7 separate regions of the Mus musculus genome follow, and regions 1, 2, 3, 4, 5 and 7 are each linked to region 6. A link is a contact called in public Hi-C and promoter capture Hi-C data. All regions are on one chromosome and are shown on one strand. Each heading gives the region's core, a stretch centred on a gene start, on an enhancer-like site or on the middle of the called end of the contact. The rest is flanking DNA. Distances are from core to core; before and after follow the strand shown. Region 1 holds the start of Ppp1r8 (protein phosphatase 1, regulatory subunit 8). Region 2 holds the start of Wdtc1 (WD and tetratricopeptide repeats 1). Region 3 holds the start of Rpl11 (ribosomal protein L11). Region 4 holds the start of Id3 (inhibitor of DNA binding 3). Region 5 holds the start of E2f2 (E2F transcription factor 2). Region 6 holds the start of Ldlrap1 (low density lipoprotein receptor adaptor protein 1). Region 7 holds the start of Ahdc1 (AT hook, DNA binding motif, containing 1).

Region 1 (3,253 bases), core at 92-2,591, 1.9 Mb after region 6:
CTACATTTTCACCTGAAGGCTGTTAGTGGAAGACTGACTTCCAGGTAGCCAGGATACAGGACTTAAAGCCCAAGCCTACAATGATACACTTATTTCAACAAGTCCAAACCTCCAAATAGTGCCACTCCCTGGACCAAGCATATTCAAACCATGACATGTTCTATTGCTGTTGCTTACTGAAACCTGGAGAATTTATTATTATTATTATTATTAATTTTACTGTCTAGCAGGGCATAGTGTTGACTACCTTTAACCCTGTATCTCAGGAAGCAAAGGCAGATGGAATTTCAGATATGTGCTGCCACACCCTCCAACCATTTGTTTCTTTTAAAAACTGTGAAGTCATCATCCCATCTTTCTGCAAAAGTGAAAAAAGGACCATCCACTGCATACGAAGGAATGGTATGTTGTCAGAAACATATGGGACTAGTAGAGCCTGGCTTTTGGCTTTACATAGACTCAGGTTCGAATACCACTCCTTGTAAGGTGAGGCTAGAGCCTCTCTTCTGGAATCAATCTGTCTTGAGTTTTGGGAATACCAAGTGAACTGATCCATATGAAATACATACTTCCCCATAAGCACTCAATAGACAAAACCATTACAACCAGCAAGCTAATGGCTTAGAGGAAGATGGTAACCCTAATGCTTCCTATGTCACTATGACCCACAGAGAAAAATCCTAAGGGGCCATGAATTAAACATTTTTGAGAATTGGTTAAGTTACTAAAAATTGGAGGCTTTTTTTCCTTTTGAGTCTGTGCCTTGCAGCAGTTTGTCCAAAGTTTTCAAAAACAGACTACATGATTTCTGACACAGTCGCCTAATCTATAGATTCTCCCAGATCTAAGAAAATTACTGGTTTTGGGGAATTGAATCAGTGGCCTCATTCGCGCCTGCTGAACACACTACCACTGAGCCGTACACATCAGACTTGGGATCAGAAAGGACAAATGAGTAAGGATTCTGTTTTCAGATGCAGTGTTTCGAAGGAAGGCTGGAAAAAGGGGGAAAAAAAAAGCCATCACTTCTTATCTCTAGCCATCACCTGCTTATCGCTAGATGAAGCCCGAGGGGGTGGGTAGCTGGGAGTTAATGCAGATTGCAGAGCTCTAGGGTTTCTGGCGGAAAACGCAGCGCGAAAGCCGCATCAAGGTACAAACCACTCCTGACCCCGTGACCAAGGAGACACCCGCCCCCAGCCTCTCCAGCAAACACTGCAGACTTCAAACCCAGCCCCTGATGCCCTCCGCCAGAGGCGCTCCCAGGAGAGCGTCCTTGCGTTGCGCGTGCGCACGCACGCGCTGCGCACAGGCTGCTGGGATGCCGCCTCTTCCCTCCCGAGCTCTTAGTTTCCCGGCGTGCTTCAGACCCGCCAAATGGGAGGGGGAGACGCAAGATGGCGGCAGCCGTGAACTCCGGCTCCAGCCTCCCGCTGTTCGACTGCCCGACTTGGTGAGTAATGAGGTTTCTGGGACTGGAGCGGCTTGGCGTGAGTTAACCCGGACAGAAAGGAGAAGGTTGTATTTTTTTTTCCTCTTCCTTTTTTTTTTTTTTTTTTTTTTTGCGATGAAACGAACGTCTCAGAAAGATCCTGGAATGATTGAGGGAAAACTGTCCGCTGTGAGGGGCCGGGCGACGTGTGGAGGATCCTGGAGCTGGGGCCCAGGCTCTGCGGAAACCCGAGTTTTGGGGGCTCGAAGGTATTCAGTTTATACAGCGCTTGGGAGGTCAGCCGCTCACCGGGGTGCTTCAGGCCTTGGCCCCTAACTTGCCCTAACTCATCACTGAGTGCCCGATGCTCTCGGGGAGCATCAAACCTTCCCCGGGTGCTGAAGGTCTGGAGCGCGCACGAGCTGGCTTCCCTACCTCAGTCCAACCTGATGCTGCATCCCTCCGTGGCTGCTGCACCCTCCAAGCGGACTAGGTGCTCCTTGCGGGCAGGGATGGCGCGGGACTGTTCCCCCTTGTTCTCTGACCAGACCAGCACGAAACCCGGTACAAAAGACAGCAGAAGTTGTTAGCATACAGCATTTTCATCCCCTGGGAAGTTCAGAGAAGTAGTAGGATGGTTTCCGCGTTGAGTGGGGTGCAAGATGAATGAATAGGAACTGCTTTGCACGAGGATGCATCGGGGTTAGAGCCCTTTCTGCTGTTGCGGCTCTTCCTGGTTATTAACGTGTTACCTCTCGGGCTTCTGTTACATTGAGATCTTCAAGGGCAAAAACCCTTGCATCATGCTCAGCTCCTAGGCCTGAGTCAATCACATGGTAGGATATTCAGACAAAATATTTTGGCTTTAATGTTCATTTTAATCTGTATCTCGAAGCAAATGGGCTTTTGTTCGATGCACTGTCCTTTTAGCCACTGCCATGAGAGATTGGAGCGGAGCTGTGAGATGTCTGTGTTGAATCTTCAATGAGATAGACTCGATATCGTTTCTTCTGTGCAAATGTAAGGGCCCTGGAAGGTTCAAAAGAACAAGCCCAGGAAGCGAATGAATGCTTGGCTGTTTCCTGGATTTCTTTATTCTTTTAACATATCCATGTGCTTCAGCCTACAAATTCTTTATCCACACTGGTCCCTGGCTGCACTTATTTCAAATTTGGGCCAGCCAAATATAAAGAGACTCTTTCTTTGAGATCACCTGTCATTACCTCAGGGTCTGGTGTATACCAGGAACTGTGTCAGGTGATTTGACATTTGAGCATCCATCCCCTTGAATGATGAAGCGAGGTATAGAAAACAGTCTGATGACTTAGATTTTTTTTCACAAACACCTGTTCAGGGTGCCCCCACACCTCCCTCCCTTTGGAGCTTGGTTTCGTGGGCGTGGTTTTGATTTGCTCTAGTTCCCTAATTACAGATCTCTGATTTGGTACCAAGAGTTCATCTGGGTAATGTTTTTTTGTTTATTTTGTGATGAGAATGATATTGATCAGCCCCCAAACAAACAATTTTTGTTATTTGGTTATTTTAACATATATTTGTTTTAAGGCAAGATCTCTATATGTGATTCTAGATGATCTAGAACTCACCTGTTATACAAACTAGGATGGCCTTGAAGTTGCAATGGTCCCTCTGGTGGGAATTCACATGTGTATTTCTGTACCCAGCAAAACAACTGGTTTATTCTTTCTTTATATTAGGAGTAGTAAATCTTAGATGAAACCCCAGGTTAGACCAAGCATGCATCACAATGTAATTTAGCACAGGGAAGGTGGAGGAGGAGGTTAAAGGTCGTCCTCAGATCCA
Region 2 (3,406 bases), core at 574-3,073, 1.4 Mb after region 6:
AATATTAGCTACCTTGTAGCTTTATTGACCCAGTCACCCTAACAAAGACTGTAGGCCTAAAGCTAGGACCTGTGGATACATGATGTCAAGACCTTCAAGTCTTAATATCTGTGGAGTTTTTGTTTTTTTGAGACAGAGTTTCACCGTGTAGCTCCAGCTAGGCTGGAACTCGCTACTAGCCTCAGTTAATACAGGACCACTCACATCTACCCCCACATACTGGAGGTATGTGCCCAGCTGAGTATTCTGTCTCTCCGTGTCTCTGTCTCTGTCTCTGTCTCTCCATACAGCTAAGCAGGAAAGGTCAGGAGGCATGCCCCACAACCTTTCTAGAAGATGAAGACTGACCTGAATTCACAAGAGAAAGAAATCACAAGTGGTCCGAACAGAAATGAGCAAAGACCAGACACTTATGGGAAGAGAAACTTAGGACCAGCACTCTTTTAAAGATTTGTTTATTTTTATGTATATGAGTACACTGTAGCTGTACAGATGGTTATGAACCCTCATGTAGTTGCTGGGAATTGAATTTAGGACCTTAGCTCACTCCAGTCAGCCCTGCTAGCTCCAGCCCAAAGATTCATTTATTATAAATAAGTACAATGTAACTGTCTTAGAGGCACCAGAAGAGGGCATCATATCTCATTATGGATGGTTATGAGCCACCAAGTGGTTGCTGGGATTTGAACTGAGGACCTTCGGAAGAGCAGTCAGTGCTCTTAACCGCTGAGCCATCTCTCCAACCCTGGACCAGCACTCTTAAGTGCTAAATGTTTGTACTTAGTCTCCAGCACTGCCTGGTTTCATTCCTTGTTTTCTAACCAGTTGTGTGACCCTGGGCTAGCATCTTTTTAACTACTTTATGCTTGTTTCTTCTTTTTAAAAACATAGGAACAATTGTATCTATCAAAGAGAGCATGCCCAATACAGTGAAAATAAAAGTGTTATTACTTAGACGTTGGCATACTGTGTATCTGCCACTCTAAGAGAAGAGAAATGTAAGGTGATTGCTTTTGAGTTGAAGCTCCTGGTCTCTCTCCCTTAAGTTATCTTTACTGCCACCTTTGTCACCTTGGAACTCCCTTAGAGAGGAGGGTGTCTCCGTTCTGACTTGGAGCTTGAAAGTCAGAAGAGCAATTACTTGGCTAGTATTAGATAGACCTTGTCTGCCATCGATCTGGGTTCCTAGAGCTCCCAGGTCACTCAACATAGGACCTTTTCCTTCCAGCACCTGAAGATTCGAGCATGGAACCTGTAACTTCAGCAGCCCCCTAGAGCAAGGAGCAGGCTGAGGCTTTGCTCTGGGAGGACTCAGGGTCTTAGCCTTAGGTGTCCCCTAATTTACAGCATCAAAAGCAATTTTGATGAGCTCTTAGCCCTTGGAGGGTCTGTACTGGACCTGGGAGAACATGTGGAATTGGGACTCAGAAAAGGTGTAGTGGGATGGGAGGTGCGTCCAGGTAACTAATGGTAACCGGGCGGGGCAAGTCCACGCCGCAGGACCTCTGCGATGGCGAAAAACTACGACTCCCATGATACTCCAGAGCTGAGCCCCGCTTTTCCGCCCGCCCACTGGCTGCCGTTCCCGCGAGCGGTGAAGCCGATTGGCCCCGGCGAAGTGGGGGGCTCCCCCGCTAGCAGGTTAGTGGGCGCCACCGGCAGCAGACGTTGACCGGGCGCGCGATGGAGGGGGGGTGAGGGTGGCAGAGAGGACTAGGGCCCGCGCTCACTATTCAGGAAACTGCCGAGCGCCATCGCCGTAGCGTAGCCGCGGACCGTGAGACGCGGGGCCGGCGCGGAGACTGCGTGGCGCAGGCGCAGTGCGGGACTTCTCCTGGGTCCCCAGACAGCTGGAGGAGATAAACAGAGGAGGAGGGAGGGGAGTGCGTGTGTGAGAGCGCGCGAGGGAGTGTGAGTGTGTGTGAGCGCGGGTGTGAGGCGGTGCGCAGGGGCGGGCGGAGGCGCTGTCCGGCCCCGGCCAGGCGCCGGGCGGGGAGCATGGGAAGAGGCTAGAGCTGCCCGGGTCCCCAGCCCCCTTCCCGGGATCCGCACCCCTGCTCCCGGGAGAGGGGCCGGGCCCCCCCGGACCGACATGGGCTCCTGAAGTTGCTCCGCTGCTGGTCCTGGGAAGAGACCTGACAGGTACGGGTCGCCGCCGCCCCATCCCCGCCGCAGATGTCGAGTCGGGGACCGGCTCCCAGAGCCCCGGCTCCGGGGCCGTCCGCTCTGGGCCGGCTCCCTGCTTGGGGGCCTGAGCCCGATCGCCTCGGGACTCCGGGGTGTCCCGGGAAGGGGTCAGGCCTCGGCGGCGAGGAAGGGCAGAAAGGGCCGGGGAAGGGAGGCTAGAAGAGGACTGGCTGGGAGGTCGGGGGAGGGGGTGGGGGAAGGCTGTAGGAGTCCCGCAGGCTCCACCGGGGCAGAGGTAGAAGTCGTCCTATCACGGGACTTTTATTTATTTATTTTTTGCGGAGTTTTTGACATCTGATCTGGCGCCGATCGCACTCAGGAAGAAAGGGGCAGGTGGAAGTTTCAAGAGGTCAATGACCTGGTCTGCTCTTTCCGTGTCTCTCTGCCTCTCTTTCCCTCTCTTGCTCTCTGTTTCTGTCACCCCATACTCCTTTTCTTTCTTTCTCTCCTTCTCCTTCCTCTCTCTCTCTCTCTCTCTCTCTCTCTCTATAGAGAGAGAGAGAGAGAGAGAGAGAGAGAGAGAGAGAGAGAGAGAAAGAGAGTGAGTTTTCAGGCTTCTGGCAGTCGCAGATGCCTTCAGTGGCTCATCCTGGCACCAAACTGAACTTTGCCAAGGTGTTTGCATCATCGACTGTAGCGCTAAGTACAAAGGGTCTCTGCTTGGGAGTGGGCTATTAGTACCCACTTCAAAGGGTAAATAAGAATCGGTAGAGATAAACTGCAAACCCGCAGGATCTCTTTCTGAAAAGCTTTAGTGGAGCGTCCCGTCCCACGCCCCACCCCCCACCCCCCATCCCAAGCCCGGTGATTGGAGTTTCTTGGCGACTTATGGTTTGCTCTCCGCTGCAGGTGCATTACCAGGACTAATAAGAATTAAAAAAAAAAAAGTATGAGGGTTTACATGCGATTTATCTGAGCAGTACAGACGATTTATCTTAGCAGCTGAGTGTGACTAATTTCTTGTGAATGTCTCTGGTGTTCTTAAATCTCTTGAGGTAAATGTGTTGGTGGAGCAACTTGAAAGTTTTCTCAAGTTTGAGTTTAGAAGCTGAGTACTGTGACTGTAGCTTTTCCATTCCTTCCAAGGATGGGGTGGATGATCGGGATAAAGTGTCAGATAAGCATTTTTTTTTTCATGTGTGGGTTTTAAAACAAAGTTTCATGTAGCTCAGGCAGGCCTTGAAATCATCTTGTAATTCATGCTGGCTATAAACTATTT
Region 3 (3,480 bases), core at 833-3,332, 1.3 Mb before region 6:
TTGGCTTCTTTATTGGGTTCTATTATCTGTTGCAGCAGCAACGGGGAGCAACAACATGGGGAGCAGCAGCTGTCACAGGCCCTCTTGGGCCCCTTGCATTTAAGCTTTCTGAAGTGTCCCCAGAATTCAAAACATAAACATCTACAGCTTGTGAAAATCACACCCCTTCTAGAGCATAAAAGAAATCATAGTTATTGGGCATGGATAATCTGAAACAGCCCCATGTCCCCCACCTGGGATCAAAACAAGAACATAATCACATAACATAACTGGGCTTTAAAAAAACAAACTAGTCGGTCATGGTGGTGCACACCTTTAATCCCAGCACTCGGGAGGCAGAGGCAGGCGGATTTCTGAGTTCGAGGCCAGCCTGGTCTACAAAGTGAGTTCCAGGACAGCCAGGGCTACACAGAGAAACCCTGTCTTGAAAAATACCAAAAACAAAACAAACAAACAAACAAACTGAAATTCTCATTATGTGTAGGTTTGAAAGGTTGGAAATGCTGGGGGGCTTCTGGCCTCCCTGTGTGGGTTAGAGAAGGGTACTGGGGGCAGCAGGAAGGAGAGGGCAGGCCCTTTTTCTACCGAAGGCGTCTGTGTTCTTCTTTGCCCATGCATTCATGTTAGAGAAACTGACTGACTCAAGGAAGGCCAGCATCTGCCTGGGATGTGGATCTTGGTGGTCCTCATCCTTGAGTTCAGCTTCTGAGGATTCAATGTAACCCTGGAAGGGGGCGTGTCCTATAGTCTGTAACTGATGATCTCTTCTCAGAAGCATCTGTAAGCCATTGTCAGATCTCTCTCTCTCTCTCTCTCTCTCTCTCTCTCTCTCTCTCACCTCTGATGTCCTTTTTCTTTTTAGCTACCATGTCTAATACTTCTTTTGGAAGGTGGGTGTTGCTTGGATGTTGTAGGCTTGACTTAATTATAAAAGTAACAACTTACATACTTCACTGAATTACACAGTAACCCATGACACAGAAGTAGCTGTTTTACACAAGGGGAAAACAGACAGAAGTAATTTTAATTAGTAACTAGCTAGTTGGATCAAACCCACACCTGCCTGTATTCACAGCTCAGGACTCTTATTTTCAAAATTTACTTTTTATTTATTAGTTTATCTGTATTTAAGTTTTTCCTGCACATATGTCCTTGTAAGTGTGTGCCTGGGGTCCTCAGAAGGAAGACAAGGGCATCAGACTGGAACAGCTGATTTAAGCCACTACTCTGATTTGTATACTTGTTAACATAGTTACAAAGTAAAGGGTCTAGAATCTGTATGGTTTCTTTTTATCTTCGCACTTATTTTATGTATGAGTACTCTATCTGCATGTACACCTGCATACCAGAAGAGGGCATCAGATCCCATTACAGATGTCTGTGAGCTACCATGTGGTTGTTGATAATTGAACTCAGGACCTTGGGAAGAGCTGTCAAGTGCTCTTAACTACTGCGCTGTCTCTCCAGCCTCAGCTGATTTTTTTGTTTTTGTTTTTGTTTTTGTTTTTCGAGACAGGGTTTCTCAGTCTAACCTTGGCTGTCCTGGAACTCACTCTGTAGACCAGAATTCAGAAATCCACCTGCCTCTGCCTCCCAAGTGCTGGGATTGAAGGCGTGCGCCACCACTGCCTGGCGTCTCAGCTTATTTATTTATAAAAATTATTTTATTTATATGGGTGTTTTGCCTGTATGCACACATGGCCTGATGCCTGTAGATGCCAGAAGAGGGATCTGTCTCCCTGGAACTGGAGGCACAACCAGTTTTGAAATACCGTGTTCATGCCGGGAATTTTGTTCTTAACTGTAAAGCCTTCTCTCTAGCCCTTTGCTCAACTGATTTAATGGACTTTGGGCAGTGACATCACTCAAGAACCACCAGGTTCTGAGACTGTTCTTGGAGTCATGGACTCAAGAACATACCAGCATCGGACAACCCACGACCTAGTCTTTTGCCCAAGATGACTGCAGTTTCGAGGACAGTCCACTAGAGGTGGCAGCGCCACGACAGCTATGCCTCTCTTTCCCCCTCTCCCCTCGTTTGTCTGCCTAGAAGAAAAGCCCGCCTCCTGACCCATAAGGCCACGGGGCCGGAAGTCTCCCTCTCTCTTCCTGTTCTCCACCATGGCGGTGAGTAGGCGAGAGTTGGCTTTGCCTCGCTTTCATCCGTCTCCATCCGCAGTCGGCGGAGCCCAGGGCGGCTGTCTCGCGGGTGGCCGGAGGAGGACGGAGCCCGCGAGGCTGTTGGCATTAAGCCCGGCGGGACTGGGCGGCCGTGGGGCACCCCCGCCGCATCGCCGCCCATCCTAAGAATGGGGCTCAGGTCTGCAGCCCCGAGGGCCCAGACGCAGTGTCTGGGGGCTGCCGGAAGTGCGAGCGCGACGTGCGGAGGTCCACGGCGGGGCCAAGGGGACACTTGCAGCTTGTGTGGTGCTGGGGAGTTTCTGCGAGTCCTACTCGCAGGACCCGTGCTAGCTTGGGAAGGGGGACGGCATGGCGCAGAGGCCGGTACTTCCTGTAGTTTTGATTAGGGTTACATTGTATACTTTCTACGATCTCTAGTGTCTGTTCCCTACTCGTGGATCCGCTTGGGATTCAGGCTCTCTCTCTGTGTTCGTTCTCTTCCAAACGCGGAGACCTTGGTGGTCCCGAGGGCTTAGGCGGGATCCGGGACGATAGAAGTCAGAGCGGAGAAGACCTTGGCTGTTTCTCGTCTCTGACGGGGCGGGAGGGTGTTGATGGCTGTGTCCCTCTTCGCAGCAAGATCAAGGGGAAAAGGAGAACCCCATGCGGGAACTGCGCATCCGCAAGCTCTGCCTCAATATCTGCGTCGGGGAGAGCGGAGACAGACTGACCCGGGCAGCCAAGGTGTTGGAGCAGCTCACAGGCCAGACCCCGGTGTTCTCCAAAGGTGAGTGGCGGTGGGCTGACCAGAGAGGAGTGGATCTGGAAAGCTTGCTTCATCTGACCGGAGCACGGGTGCAAATGGACTTATAACGTGAGCTGTCGTGGGCCTGGTTGACAGCTAAGAACAGGGTTAATACCGTACACTGTTGGCATGAGGTCCTATCCATGCTTTTATTTGTATTTGTGTGTGTGTGCATGGGTACTCTGTTTGCATGCATGCCCACATGACAGAAGAGGGAATCAGATCCCGTTTCTGTTGGTTGTGAACAACCGTGTAGGTCCTCAGAACCTGTTAAACCTCTGAGCCATCTTTCCAACACCCCCCCACCAGTGCTTCTTAACTTCTGGCTCTGCCTCAACTCACTTAAAATGAATTGTGATTCCCTTGTTTGGCCACATGACAGGAGTTACCTTGCTAGAAACATGGAGTCTGTTGCTAGTGTGGTTGTGGGTGGTCTGTGATTGGGTTTGGATACTGTTTCTTAGGACCACAGTCAGCATTTTGAAAACACTGGCTTTTGTCAGTTTTAGTCTCCCAATTAGAGCATAATCATTGGTTGGGCCTGATAGCCCACA
Region 4 (3,533 bases), core at 590-3,089, 1.4 Mb before region 6:
AAGAGCTGCTGCCAAGTTTCAAGGAATTGAAGAAATAAAAAGATTCGGTCTCAGACTTGCCGGCTGTAGGAGAGGCTCCTGTAATTGAGAGTAGGATCATAGATCCTTGCTTTCAACCTCCAATGTTTTTGGGGATTCCCAACCCCAGCCCTTCCTACTAACCAAGCCACCCTAGCCCTCAGCTTCAGCTGGGAACTTTCTCGTCCCTAAAAGGGTATGCAAATCTGCCCGCCCCAAGCTCCTAGGAGGTGGCGCAAGATGTCATACACAAAGTGTTCAAAAATGGTTTATTATGCAAAATGTTAACTTTTATAAAAAGTTTAATATACATCACATGATTACAGAAAGTCACCTTCCTGTAAAAAAGGTACAAAAGCTATATACTCTATTATAGAGTTCATAATCAGGGCAGCAGAGCTTTTCTCCAAGGAAACCAGAAGAACAGCTCTTATGCTGCCTTGGCAGAGTGCGCAGGGCAGCCACTCGCATCCCCCCACACCCTCTCGACACCCCATTCTCGGAAAAGCCAGTCTTTTAGACTTGAGTCAGGGTGGGGACAGAGTGACGTTGCCCAGCTGCTGACCAGCGTGTGCTAGCTCTTCAGGCCACCCAAGTTCAGTCCTTCTCTCGGGCTCCAGGTCCAGCCTCGAGGCGTTGAGTTCAGGGTAAGTGAAGAGGGCTGGGTTAAGATCGAAGCTCATCCATGCCCTCAGGCTTCCGGCTGGAGAGAGGGTCCCAGAGTCCCAGGGTCCCAAGCGGAACGGGCGCCAGCACCTGCGTTCTGGGCGGGGGAGGAGAGAAGAGCGAGGGAGCCGTCAGTTTCCGCCGAGCGCGCCCAGGCGGAGGATGCCGCAGACTGGCCGGCGCCAGGGAGGAAACTCGGTCTCTACCTCCAGCTGATAACTCCGCTCCCCACACTGCCTCCACCCAGTTGGCGCCAAAGGACCACAGGCGGAGTCACCACTCCCCCTCCCGCTTAGAAATAACACTAGTGGAAAGGGGGGAGGGCTTCCTTTACTCCAAGGCTCATTTGGTGCGACCCGCGCGCCCACTTGCCCTGGGCTCTGGCCACCCGGGATGAGAAGGGACAGCGTGTCTAAGGAATGCACGTGATATTGACATAGGTTCTGTCGTTTATTCTAACTGATTATAGATAAGGCTTTTGCCTTTCAGTGGCTTGGCTTTTTCCCTAAACCGACTGAACCCTAAGCCTTACAATGTTCTGTCAAAGGCAGGATTTCCCATGCAAGCCTCCCTCCTCGCCCGCGCCAGGAGAAAGCTTACCGGGAGGTGCCAGGACGACCGGGTCAGTGGCAAAAGCTCCTCTTGTCCTTGGAGATCACAAGTTCCGGAGTGAGCTCAGCTGTCTGTGAAAGAAGGTTAGGAGACGAGTTAGCCAAGGGACTCGGGGACGCGATAGGGAAGACCCGCAGCATCCCTGCCCGCACGCTCAGAGCAGCCTGGTCTGGCTCCCTCTCGCACCTGGATCGGGAGATGCGGACCGTCCGGGGGTCCAGGCGCCGGCTCTGCCAGGACCACCTGAAGGTCGAGGATGTAGTCTATGACACGCTGCAGGATTTCCACCTGGCTAAGCTGAGTGCCTCGCGGGACTCCCGGCACCAGTTCCCGCAGGCGCGAGTAGCAGTGGTTCATGTCGTCCAAGAGGCTAAGAGGCTCCTCGGTCGACGGGCTCTTACCGCGGCCTCGCGCAATGGCCAGGCTACGTTCCGACAGGCAGCACACCGCCTCGTAGCAGCCGCGCACCGGGCTCAGCGCCTTCATGTTGGAGAGTAGAGATAGAGAGGGAGGAAAAGAGACACCTAAAGCAGCAAACAGTGCGCGCACGCCTGCAGCGGCCGACTCTTATAGAGTCCTCTCTAGGACACACCCCCTTATTCAAAACAGACCGCCAAGGGTCCACCCCCGCCCGCCCTGGGCACCGCCTCCCCGGTCCTGGGCGTTCACAGTGGGTTTAAATTGCTAACAGGCTTCCTTAGGCTGGTCTGACGCCGAGGACAGCGGAGCCTCGGATGCGAGGAATGAGGAAGCGCTGATACCGAGGAGAGGCGGGGCTCTTGAGCCAGCACAGATTTGAAAAAAAAAAAAAAATCACTTAAAACCATTAACTTTTAAGAATATGCCTTTTCTGGAGGCGCCCAAGTTCTCTGAGGTCCCCTCCCCCCAATACTGGTTCGAACCCACAGCTCTGAGGTCATAAATCCCTTGAACAACTAAAGATCTCTCTCTCCTCTCTCTCTCAAGAATTTTCAAGGGAAACTTGTAAGGAATTAGTGCCGCCTTGTTCCCCAATTTGCTGCTCGTCTGACCTCCAGACTCACTGGCGTCAGGAATTATCTTGTGACCAGAGGGGGAAAAAATTAATTGCGGTGAAGCTGAGGTTACAATGAAGAAAACAGATTTGGGCTAGGCGCTGAGATTGCAGAAGAAGGAGGGAAAGGGAGGTCTAAGCAGAGAACACTATTTATTTGAGCACCAGGGGAAAGAGGATAAGAGCAGTCTGGACCCAGTCCTTTTCCACGGAGAAAGAAAAAGCATGGACCGTTTCCACCGAGAACTCCTTTAGGAACTAAATGTATGCCCGGTTGTGCTTTGGAAGTGAATTTGATTAGGATTTTGGACAAGGTTTCAAATATGGGGGTGCTTGCTGCATAAACCCTTTTAGAAGGTCCCCTCCACGGGCATACATAGAACCAAATGGGTCAGCTGTCTAGCGTTTGCTTCCTCGTTCTGCACAGCCTCCCTCCCTTTGCACACTTTGCACACTCTGTAGAAAACAATAACAATTTCATCGCCGCGTTGTCTGTCCCTTTCTGTTGTGGAAGGGCAGCCACCTGGACATGATTATTCCTCGTCCTGCTGAAGTAGCCCCAGCCACCCATCTGAGAGAGCAGGAGAGCAGCCAGCAGGCAGGCAATCCCATATTGCAAAAGGACAGTGCACTCTATTCTTTGCCTGGCTCTGCTTCCCAGACCCCGAAGCCTCAGCAGTTCCAAAATTCTGGTTTCCATCTTGGGAGAGAACAGGTGGGGTTTTGCAGCCACGAGATTGCTTTCTTAATCAATCAGCCTGGTAAATATTTATGGAGTTGCTTCACATGAAACAGAGGCTCCTGCTCTCAAGAATCTCACAATGTCTGGGGACAAGATTAACACAGGAAACAATTAAGTGTTCAGTAGTGTGTGGCACTGATCAACAGGACAATGGGACCTCTGAGCTGGGACAGTTCCAATAATTGGAAGGACATCGGTCTAGGGAGCCAAAGCCCTGGGTTCAATCCGGACAGCTCTGCTATTTACTGGTTATCGACACATAATCTTGAGCAAACCCAGATACCACGGCTTTGATCAGCTGTATGAGGAGACAGACAGAGAGAAAGGGCACTGAGGGATTGTTATAAATACTTTCTGACTCAGAACACCAGATGCTTGTGTGACAGTTGGACAAGGAGTGTGGACCAGCACAGGGCCGGGGACAGGGCATATAAAACGAGTCCTGTATCACATCACAGGTAA
Region 5 (3,274 bases), core at 232-2,731, 1.4 Mb before region 6:
GCCCTGACATCCAAATATACACAGTGAAGACCAGAGCTGAAACCAGCCACCCCAACCCTCCCTCTAACTCCCTCAGGCCCTTTCTCATCCATTCCCACAAACCCTGTACTACAGCCCAAACGCCACCACACCAGGCCTTCCCTGACAACACATCTCTCACTCGCGAGGTCACAGTCCATCTGAACAGGAAACCCAAGAGACGGACTACATTTGCATTGCTACTGGCTATTTCGGACGATGAGCAGGCTGTGGGGAGGACCTGAGGACAACACTTGAGAAGGAGCTGGCTAGACAACTCTGGTCCAGATACCAGGCTGGACCAGAGACCTGGGAGACCTATGCGGATTTAAAGTCACCAGGAAATCCCACAGGCCAAGCCCCTGGCCTGAAAAAGCAGGTGTTGGTTCTGGCGTAAACAATGAAAGAATGAATGAACTTAAGCATCGTCGATGCCTTGGAAGCTTCCTCAAGGTCACGCAGGCGCTAGGGGCACTGGGCTAGGTCTCCAGGCTCCCCTGACCAGTGCTCATTGCAGTCCGCGACAGCAGGCGAGATTACTTCACGGAGTCGGAAAATGAAAGGGTTCTCTCTACTGCCAGTCCCGCTTCCCCACCTCAACCAGCTGTAATCAAGCCGTAGGGCGTCCCAAGCACCCTCTCTCCTTTTTCCCCACCCAGACACGTATACGGGAAGTACAGGGGGTCCCCCAGCATTACCGGCAGCCGGCCTGCGGGTGCACATCGCACAATTTGGCCCTCGGGTCCGTGGGGAGTGGCGTCGAGGCAGGTGCCCAGCGCCACAGAGGAAGGCACCGTCTGCGTGTAAAGCGAAGTGTAGTAGGTGGTGGCGGTGGTGGCCGGGCAGAGCTGGGGGCTGCTCAGACCCGAAGGCCACAGCTCGGTGGGGTTCAGCGCCGGCAAGCTCTTTGTAGGTTGCGCCGTGGCCGGAGCCAGGGTCCGCGGCGCGCGCAGCATGGCGAGTGCGGCGCCCCCTACCCACTCGGGTCTGGCGCGCGCGCGCGGGGCACCTGCGGGCTTTGCAGCCGGCTGCACCGCGGACGCCGGGAGCAGCCGCCAATGGACGCCCGCCGGGCAAGGCCGGACCCTCCCCTCCTGGCCCGCCGCCCAGCGCTGCCGAGCTCGGAGATCGCCACTCGGAGATCGCGTGGCACAGGTGGCACTGCCAGGAGTTGGCCCGGTCCGGCTCGTGCCCCGAATATCTGGGCGTCCGGAGTCGCGCCCGTGCGTGAAAGCGTCCCGGAATGCCCACGGACCCCGCGGACACTCGTGTGCTCTGACCCGCGAAGGGTGTCCTGTGCGCCCTGCTGAGCTCTGCGTTCACCCCTCTAGTTCCCGTCCCTTGCTTGGACTCCTTTTTCTTTTCTTTCTTCTTTTTTCTTTCTTTTTCTTTTTTTTTTCTTTTTTTTTTTTTTTAGCGCCAAACTATATGCCGCCAAATTCGGATCTCCCGCGGAAAATGCCGCGCCTCGATTGGCTGCTACAATATATATAGGCTCCTCCCACCCACCCACCCCCGGAAAGGCTTAGTCTAAGAAACAGCGATTACGACAGGAGCTTAGTGGCTTAAAGGGGCCGCGACATCTGCTGACTTCAGCGTCCTCTTGTAACAGTAGGCGAAACTGAGGCAGGAGGTGCATCTGGAACACCCAGCATAAGGACCAACAGTACAGCGAAGAGCGCTGAGGAGCGGACCTCTTTTCCTTGGGGGTGGGGCCAAACATTGAAAGAGAGTCAGAGTCGGGACCTGAGTCTTGACCCTCAAGTGCATTTCCCTGGCCACAAAACCTTTTGTTTTCGCTTTGTTGCTTAGTTAGGTTAAATCATTTATTAATATATTAATTAATATAACCAATATGTCCTCTTTCTCTTCAAATGAAACCCAGGAACCTGTTCCTCCAGGCTTTAATTGGCAGAGGGGCAGGGAAGGGTGGCGCCTCCCTTTTATGTTTTTCTTCAGGAAAAAAACTAACCTCTATTGAGCGCCTACTGTACGCCCGTACAGTACACTAAGATTAGACCATTATATATGTTATGTTGTTTAATTTATCCCATCAATCCGGAGAAGTGGGATGGGTAAGACCAGGGAGTCGGAGGGGCGGGATATTGTGCCTCGGGTCATTCACAGATTCGCTGATCTGAGAATTGGCAGTCAAATGTAGGACAGTCCAGGTCGGGAGTCTTTGTTCTAGTAAAGAGCTCCTTTCCACTCTCCCAAACTCTGCCCCGCCCTTGACAGGCACAGCGTGGGTGAGGGTCCAGAGTTTGTCAGGTCATTTTCCCCAACAGGACCCAGCACTCTTCCTTCCTGAATCAAACACCTCCAGGTTTCTTCTACACAAATTTTTGTTTGTTTGTTTTTGTTTTTGTTTTTGTTTTTGTGAGACAGGGTTTCTCGGTGTAGCCCTGGCTGTCCTGGAACTCACTTTGTAGACCAGGCTGGCCTCAAACTCAGAAATCCACCTGCCTCTGCCTTCCAAGCACTGGGGTTAAAGGCGTGCGCCACCATTGACCGGCCTAAACAATTATTTTACCACAACAGGAGGGGGGGTGGGCTGAGTCCCCGTGTTAAGACCTGATCAGATCATCACAAACCAGGTAGCCCAGGCTTTCTCTTCGACATTCTTAATTCACATCCAGTCCCCTAACCCTTTTGTGAAAGCTGTTTGACAAGATTTCTTCTCCATTCTCTGGGTCTTTTTTTTTTTTCTCTCTCTCTCTCATTCCTTATGTCGGAGTCACAGAGAAATCTCATGGCACAGTATATGCAAAGCCTTCGGCACAGAGCTTGGTCCATGAGAATCGACAGCTGTTGCTATATCAGACTTGATCTGGAATACACAGGCCTCTTTAGTCTACAGTAGACCACCAAGAGGTGGTGACACATGACTTTAATGCCAGCATGTGAGAGGCAGAGGCAGGTAGATTTCTGAGTTCAAAGACAGCCTGGTCTACTGAGTGAGTTCCAGGACAGCCAGGGTTATACTGTCTTGAAAAACCAATAAACAAATAAACAAACAAACAAAAAATAGTCTGCTATTTCACTGGTCCCTTAAGTCCCAGCTTAAACTTCTCCTCCTCCCGGAAGCCTTCCCTGCCTGTTTGCCCTCTCTCACCCTGAAGGCCTTTACTCTTTGAACGTTTATTGTGGTTTGCCTCAAGCAAGACTTGGCTTTCTTGCCTTGTAAATCATTGCTTTCTATCTAAGTTTTTTTCAATGCTCTCAGTCAAGTCTCTCTCTGAATGAGGCCTGGCTT
Region 6 (3,646 bases), core at 547-3,046:
AGCTGACCCCGGACAAGAAAGCTGGGGGTCAGCTGTCACCTCTCTACTCACTTCTGAGCCTTCTGAGGGGATAGATGACTCACCAACCTGGTATGGTAGAAACCTGGAGAGGTCAGGAGAAGGAAAGAGCAGCCCTCCCTGCCTGCTGACAGCCCTCCAACTCCCCTCATACCGTTGTGTCCTTGAGGTCATGGTCTCTGATGCATGGGGGAATCACGGGGGACAGCATTATAATGTTCCAAGTTTAAAGCAATGGGAGCCCATGGGGAGAAATCTAACCCAGAGACAGTGGTCCAGGAGAGCTTCCTGGAGAAGGTGGGTGGATTTTTGAGGGCAGGGGCAGGAGTTATCGCCTCTAACTCCAGTCACACAGGACAGCTCCATGGGAAAGGTCTTCTTGCCTCCTTTACAGCTGAAACTTATAATGGCCAGACCATGCCCCCCACTAGGATTCCCACTGAGGCATCACTCTCTGACTCTTGGGGAACCACAGGTATGTCGTGTCTCCTGCTGTAAAGGAGGCTATGGCTGGCTGTACTGTCCACTCAGGCGGAGCACTTGGAACAGACAGGAGGTTTAGAAAGAGTGGAATGTGAGCCAGGCCTCCTTGGGCAGCTAGAGCACACAGCATGTGTGTCTCCCAGCCAGAAGAGATCTGCTGGCTTCTGAAACTAGCCAGAGGTCACAGCTGCGCTGCTGAAGCCCAGCTTCTGGAAGCCAGGTAGTGAACGCCAGACTCCTTTGGGCACAGTCTGAACCAAGGGTTAGCGGGTTTTTTGGTTTTTTGTTTTGTTTTCTTGGTTTTTTTTTAATAGTTAGAATTCTTTGTTATTTGGGTTTTCTGAGACAAAGTTTCACTCTATACCCCAGGATGCCTTGGAACTTGCAGGAATCCTCCTGCTTCAGCTCCATGAGCGCTATGATTACCGGTCTGAGCCATCGCTCCTGGCTCTAGAGTTAAATTACCAGCTTCCTGGGGCTGGAGCAGGTGCTGCCTTGGAAACAGGCTAGAGCAAGGCTACACACCGAGGGCCTGCCCAGACAGGCCGGTGGGTGCACTACAGATAGGATCACGCTTCATTTGACAGATATCATGACTCAGAGCAGGGAAGGACAGCCTGGGTCACACAGCATGCCTGAGTCTGCGTCTAAGGTTGCAATGTCCCTGAGACTGTGGGGGCAGAGGACAGCTAAGAAAGCTGCTAAGGGCATCTACCAATACACTCCCGATCCTTCCCAGCAAAATTCGCGGCCTTCATTCCCTCGTTCAAAGACTCCCATTGCTTTGGTGCGCCCCTCACTCATATTTATTTAATTATTTACATTTATTTTGTGTATGTAAGCAATGGGGGAGGTGCCACTGTTAGCGCCAGGAGGTCAGAGGACAATTTGCAGGAGTTGATTCTCTTCTTCTACCGTGTTGTCTCCGGGATCATTGTCAAGCTTGGCGGCAAGTGCCTTTATCCACTCGACCCTCTCCTTCCCATCTATCGTTTTTTTCTTTCTCTTATTTTTGAACAAGACCCTTATCGTTCTACCTTTCACTCTTCCCATCGGTGAAACGGTATCCAGGTGCCTTTTAGCTGAGCTATCTAGAAGGCCATGGGATCCCGTAGCTAGAGAACGGGGAAAGGCGCTGGGCTGGGAGCCTTGGTGGGTTCTGAGTTTAGGAACACCGCGCGTGCAGCCTCGGAGCCGGTCCAGGTCCGGGAAGGGCGGGGTTGCGCTCTAGGGGCGTGGCGGTGGGCGTAGCCCCTCCGGCCCCGCCCCTAGACGTCGCGGGGAGGGCGGGGGAGGAGCGCAGCGGGCGCGCGCCGCCTGGCCCGGCGGAAAGTTTTCCTGGAGGAGTTTTGGCGGCGGTAGCGGCGTCAGTGGCGGCGGCGACAACCGGAGCGGGCCATGGACGCGCTCAAGTCGGCGGGGCGCGCGCTAATCCGGAGCCCCAGTCTGGCCAAGCAGAGCTGGGCGGGCGGCCGGCACCGCAGTGAGTGTATGCGCCCCGGGTCGGGCCTCCGCCGAGCTCCGGGCCAAGGTGGACTGGGTGGCTTCGTCCCGCCCCGCGCGGCGGGGCCGGGGGTCATGTCCGGCTGCACGTCTGGGGCAGGTCGACAGGGATCAGGCTTAACTCGGGGTCCCCAGGTGTGGCGCGAAGGGGACGTCTAGAGCCTCTCTACCCACTCCAGCACAACCTACAGGGTCCCCTCTGGACGCTGGAGTTTCGCAGGTCCCTGCCTCGAGGGGCGATCCCAGCCCGGGTGCCATTCAGGGTCCCGCTTCCTCCCCTCTGGACGCGTCCAGGTGGCGAGGCTGGAGCCCAGGCTATTTACAAACCCTGTTTTCCTCCGTACTTTTCCTTGGGGGCTGGTCCGAGTCCCTGGGCACCTAGGCAAAAGGCAGACTCAGACTCGCTGCCATTTCTCCCGGGAGTCTGGAAGGGTGGAGAGGAGCCTCCCCCAGCCACCTCTCGGGTTACTTTCGGAGAGCCGTCACCTGGCACCCTCCCCCGAGGCCTGAGAAACCTAGCTTAGGTCCCTCCTCCCTTTTCATTCGCGTGGGATGATCACCCAGGCCTTCCCTTTCTGATGTGAAGCCAAAGTACCCGGGCTCGCGGCACACCCTCACCTGCCACCTACCTGGGGCCCCCCACCTCTCCCACTAACAGTACCCCCTCCCCGCCCCCAGCTTCTCGTCAGCACCTTCCCTTGCCGGGCTCCACCAGGGGAGCCCGAGTTTCCTAGTCCCTGGAGCGCCAGCGTGTCTGGGCCTCGGGAGCCCGCCCTGCCCCTCCTCATTCCCACTGTGGTGTTCCAGTTGTGGGCTCCTCCTAGCCCTGACTGGCATCGGGAACGCGTGCTGGTGCCTACTGGCGGGGGTGGGGTCAGAGGCCCCTTGGGCAGGGCATGTACTGACTTCCACACTTAACTACCAAAATAGCCCTTCAAAAATTCGTGGGATGTGACCAGGGCTTCTGAGTGTGACCTTCTCTTCCAGTGGACGAACCCTGTGGTTTTTCTACTGGGACAAGAGAGAGAAGGGTGGGTGGGGAAGAGGTCTGAAGGGGAGGGAGCCAGGAAGCAGGGGATGAATCTAGGGCATCAGGGTACATTTTGGATGGTGAGAAGTTTCCCTTCCAGCTCCAGCCTTAAGGCCGATCACTTGTTCTTAGTGATTCTGTTTCCTATCCTGGAAAATAGGGATAAAATTCCTGCGGGGCTGGGGATGTGTGTGTTGTGTTTGGTAGGATGCTTGCCTTAGCTTGCAGGAAGCCCGTGGTACTTTAAGTTCTTGGTTCCAGTATCGGCACTAAACAAATCAGGTGTAGCGGTTCGTGTCTGTACTCCCAGAACTAGGGAGTTGGAAGCCTACAAATCAGAAGTTCACAGTCATGAGGTGTCAGATAGTGAGTTTAAATGAGGCTGGTCAGGGATAGGTGTCAGTTAAGATGTTGCTAGTCTATTTTACAGGTTGGTGATGAGGTCTCTTGTTGTCTAGGCTGGCCTAGGACTTGCTGTGTAGACCAGGTGTGCTTTGAGCCTCTGATCCCCCAGTGCTGGGATTAAAGGTGTGCACCGCCATATAGTTATGTCCATGTCCTCTGGATTCAACCTGATTCTTATCAGGTTGGCCAGTTCTGAGATGGGGGCCT
Region 7 (3,174 bases), core at 446-2,945, 1.8 Mb after region 6:
AGAACAGGAAACAAGGTTATCTCCTAGTCTCAGAGCCAGCCCCCTGCCCCTTTGGCTCTGCCCAGGGACCCAGACCCAGCCAGGGAAGGCGCCCTCAGCCAGAAAGCAGAGATTCAGCAGCTCACCCCAGCTCCCGACCTAGGGGGCTGACAGCTGTCACTCAGCACCCCACCCCCTGGGGAAGAGGGGGCCGATTCAATCAGAGCCCTAGAGGAAACGTATTGATACACGATTATTTATTTATTTATGCAAAAGTGAGCCGACTTTGTTCGCCAGGTAACCGGGCACGCGGCCCAACCCCTCTGGCCAGGCCGCCCCCAAATCCCTCCTCCGCCCCACACCCCCTCCGGGTCATTAGGTCCCCGCCCCTCAACTCCCAGAGCGCCAACGGAACCTTGGGATTTGGGGGCTGGAGGGGAGGGGCTCCTCCCTCCGCAGTCTCCCCTTTTCCCAGCGCCTATCCTAAAATCCAGCCTTGTTCTCCGCTCCCACGGTCCCCCTACATCCCCCCCCCCACATTCTCAGCAAGCTGGAGAGCAAATTGCAGTTTTAAATCCAAAGGCGGAGGGAGGGGGAGGAGGAGGGGGTGCGCGGCAGCTCTGGGCGCGCACCTCGCCCCCGAGCCGGGGGAGCCGCGGGGCGGCCAGGAAACCCGAGAACCCCCCCTCCCCGCCCCCCCTCCCCGTCCACCTCCCCCTCCCCCTTCCCGGCGCTGCCTGCCAGGCTTCGAGCCGAGCCCAGCCGAGCCGCGGGCCCCGGTGGAAACAAAGACCGATCGCACCGCGGGCACCGCAGCCACGGGGTCCGGCGGACCGGACTGGGGGCGCTGGGCCCCCCCACAGTGCGCTGCACAAAAGAGCCTGGCCGGCCGGTCCCCAACCGCGTCTATTGCTGGGCAGGAGGCGCTACTTACCGGAGTGCTGGGCTGCCGGCTCCGTGGGTCCGAGCCAGGCGAGGGGTTTCGGGGGGCGTCTATCTTCCGCCGGCGGCAGCGACACGGGCGCCCGGCTGCTGGGAAGAGGAGTCGTAGAGGAGCCCTGAGCCGCCTGCCGTCGCTGACAGCATGGCTCGCGCCTCGGCTCACATTCTCCGCCGCTAACTCCGCTGGACACGGCCCCCCGCTCCCGCGGCGTCCCCCCCACCACGATTACTCCTTCGCTATCTGCGCCCCACTCGCTTCCCCAGCCGCTCACACACTCTCACAGCCCTGGACACCCCCGCCCCAACCCCCCAATTGCAAACCTGGGAGGGAAGACGCCCCGCGTAGTCCTCCTGCTCCTCCTCCGCCGCCCTCCTCCCTCCCGCTCTGTCTGTCTGTCTGTTTGTCTGCCTGTCTCTATTTCTCTCTCTCTCTCTGCCTTTCTCTGCTCTCCGAGCTGGGTGGGAAAAGGAAATGAGGACAGAAAGCAGACGCTGGCTTTGGGTGGTGGTAGCTGGATTCCCTCTCTCCCTCCCTCCTCCCTCCTCCCCTCCCTCCTCCTGCCTTCTGCTCTCTCCGCTGCGAGCGGGGCTGAGCGCAGCCTGGCGGGTGGCTCGCTCGGCCCGCCCGCCCGCCTGTCTGTCTGTCTGGTCTGCCTCGCTCGCTCCCTCCCTCCGTCTCTCGCCCTCGCCCTGCCTGCCTGCCTGCCTCTCTCCGTCTCCGCCGCCGCCGCCGTTGCCTCTGCGAGCTCGCCTTACCTTCGCTGCTCACCATCCGGAACCCCAGGGGGGAGCGCGCGCAGAGCACGCCGGGACTTGTAGTCCCTGTTCGGCCGCTCCGCGCGCTGTGCGGGCGGGGCCACTCCGGCTGCTCCGACGGCGCGGCCCGGAGCGGACCCTATGCCGGAGTATCCCTGGCCCGGATGAATCCCGTTTTATCTAGGACTGCTGATCCTCCTCAAGGGTTAGGAACATTCCGGGCGTTCCGAGGCCCCTACTCGGGGCTCTGGCTGCGCCAAGGTTGCGGGTGGTAGCGCAGGGGCGGGGTCTGAGAATAAAATGAGTGGAATCGGGCATCAGAGGATGAGCCAAAAGGGCTGCGACTTTCTGGGGTGTCCCAAACACGTTGAGAGGGCCCATGGAGAGACGAGAGGACCTACACTTTCAATTTGGGGACGTTTTTCCTATCAGAAGAGGCGTTTGGCAAGAAAGCCGCTCTGGAAACGCTACAGTCTCCTCCGCATTTCGTGGCCCTTCGCCTCAAACTCAGCCCTGGATTTAGTTCTTCCAGCGCCTACTTTTTATTGTCGTCCACGGGCGGCGAGGGCGCAAAAAATTCTGGACAAAGTGTAGATACCATGCCTTCTGAATTTGAACAATTGTTTGTGAGCGGAATTCAACAGTTCTCCAGCGCCTGCTGCGGCGTGGGGGTTGGGCGCAGCACTTTCACCTACCTCCTCTTCAGGTCACATCTGTTCTCCAGCCCCTGGCTCTGGGCCCCCTGCCTTGCCTATCCCACAGATGGGAATGTGCGCCTCTGAGGAAGGCTTTGTTACCCCCAGGGAGGTGGCTGGACAGCTCTGAAAGGAGAATTGCCGCGGCTGCCATTTACTGAGCACCCGGGCAGCACGGGGTCCTTGGAGCCTTGCAGAAAAAACCCTACGAGACCTTATTTCTATTTTAGATATAAGAGTTCCGGAGCCCAGGTGTCCCGATTAGAAAGTGGTAGATTCAGCATCTGGATAATTTCAAAGCTTCCTTCCTTCCTTAACCCTTGGGCGGTAACAGAGTGGTGATTCCCTCTACTCCACCCCCCCCCCCCCGCGTCCCCGCCATCCTTTACTGTTGATCTTTCTTCCCTGTGTCTATGTGTCCTCCCTTGGCACTAAGGTAGATAAGGTTTGCAGAAGAAACAGATGAGTGATGCAGTGATCACTGCCCTGCTACTTGTCTATTGACTGCTTCTGAGCTGATCCCAACTCATGACTGTGTCTGACATTCCTTTGGCCAATGTCTGCCAACTTAGTCCATCTTGCCCCATGTCCTAAGCTTCTCTAGCAATGCCTTTACTCCCTGATCCACCTGCTTCTGATGCCTTCTTTGCTCTTGCAGGGTAATTGCTAGTCAACACATGTTTAGATGGTGACATTATGCTAACAACACATCCACACCACCTTCACCATCCCTCCATCTCTCCCAGTCCCTACCTATAGAGCAATTGAAACTTTTCCAGAAAGCAAGTAACAGGGGAGGCTC

What was found. Promoter capture Hi-C pulls out the DNA fragments that hold promoters and counts their contacts. Hi-C and Micro-C count contacts between places; a contact is called where the count stands out from the background.
Region 1: a promoter capture Hi-C map of pre-B cells shows a contact between it and region 6, with 2.4 times the contacts expected there. The contact joins the promoter of Ppp1r8 here to the promoter of Ldlrap1 in region 6. A contact is called at or near these places in 1 of 39 promoter capture datasets (pre-B cells) and 1 of 115 datasets of contacts at active chromatin or transcription factors (acute myeloid leukemia).
Region 2: a contact with region 6 is called in a promoter capture Hi-C map of pre-B cells, with 3 times the contacts expected there. The contact joins the promoter of Wdtc1 here to the promoter of Ldlrap1 in region 6.
Region 3: a contact with region 6 is called in a promoter capture Hi-C map of liver, with 2.3 times the contacts expected there. The contact joins the promoter of Rpl11 here to the promoter of Ldlrap1 in region 6. A contact is called at or near these places in 1 of 39 promoter capture datasets (liver) and 1 of 9 other capture datasets (liver).
Region 4: a promoter capture Hi-C map of liver shows a contact between it and region 6, with 3 times the contacts expected there. The contact joins the promoter of Id3 here to the promoter of Ldlrap1 in region 6. A contact is called at or near these places in 2 of 39 promoter capture datasets (liver and pre-B cells).
Region 5: a contact with region 6 is called in a Hi-C map of B cells, with 5 read pairs. The contact joins the promoter of E2f2 here to the promoter of Ldlrap1 in region 6. A contact is called at or near these places in 1 of 39 promoter capture datasets (pre-B cells), 1 of 484 Hi-C or Micro-C datasets (B cells) and 1 of 9 other capture datasets (pancreatic islet).
Region 7: a contact with region 6 is called in a promoter capture Hi-C map of pre-B cells, with 2.4 times the contacts expected there. The contact joins the promoter of Ahdc1 here to the promoter of Ldlrap1 in region 6. A contact is called at or near these places in 2 of 39 promoter capture datasets (liver and pre-B cells).

Annotation. Positions count from the first base shown.
Region 1 is chr4:132,841,257-132,844,509 of GRCm38.p6, reverse strand. Ppp1r8 (protein phosphatase 1, regulatory subunit 8) reads left to right here and starts at 1,341. Exons shown (of 7, transcript NM_146154.3): 1 at 1,341-1,453. The coding sequence starts at 1,398.
Region 2 is chr4:133,337,732-133,341,137 of GRCm38.p6, reverse strand. It overlaps Wdtc1 (WD and tetratricopeptide repeats 1), which reads left to right and starts at 1,823. Exons shown (of 16, transcript NM_199306.4): 1 at 1,823-2,142.
Region 3 is chr4:136,051,995-136,055,474 of GRCm38.p6, reverse strand. It overlaps Rpl11 (ribosomal protein L11), which reads left to right and starts at 2,082. Exons shown (of 6, transcript NM_025919.3): 1 at 2,082-2,127; 2 at 2,758-2,908. The coding sequence starts at 2,122.
Region 4 is chr4:136,142,128-136,145,660 of GRCm38.p6, reverse strand. Id3 (inhibitor of DNA binding 3) reads right to left here and starts at 1,839. Exons shown (of 3, transcript NM_008321.2): 1 at 1,483-1,839; 2 at 1,285-1,367; 3 at 269-781. The coding sequence starts at 1,782. The coding sequence ends at 1,308. Gm42329 (predicted gene, 42329) reads left to right here and starts at 3,443. Exons shown (of 2, transcript NR_168524.1): 1 at 3,443-3,529.
Region 5 is chr4:136,170,481-136,173,754 of GRCm38.p6, reverse strand. E2f2 (E2F transcription factor 2) reads right to left here and starts at 1,481. Exons shown (of 7, transcript NM_177733.7): 1 at 717-1,481. The coding sequence starts at 974.
Region 6 is chr4:134,766,154-134,769,799 of GRCm38.p6, reverse strand. Ldlrap1 (low density lipoprotein receptor adaptor protein 1) reads left to right here and starts at 1,796. Exons shown (of 9, transcript NM_145554.2): 1 at 1,796-1,984. The coding sequence starts at 1,900.
Region 7 is chr4:133,010,027-133,013,200 of GRCm38.p6, reverse strand. Ahdc1 (AT hook, DNA binding motif, containing 1) reads right to left here and starts at 1,695. Exons shown (of 7, transcript NM_146155.3): 1 at 1,678-1,695; 2 at 914-1,011.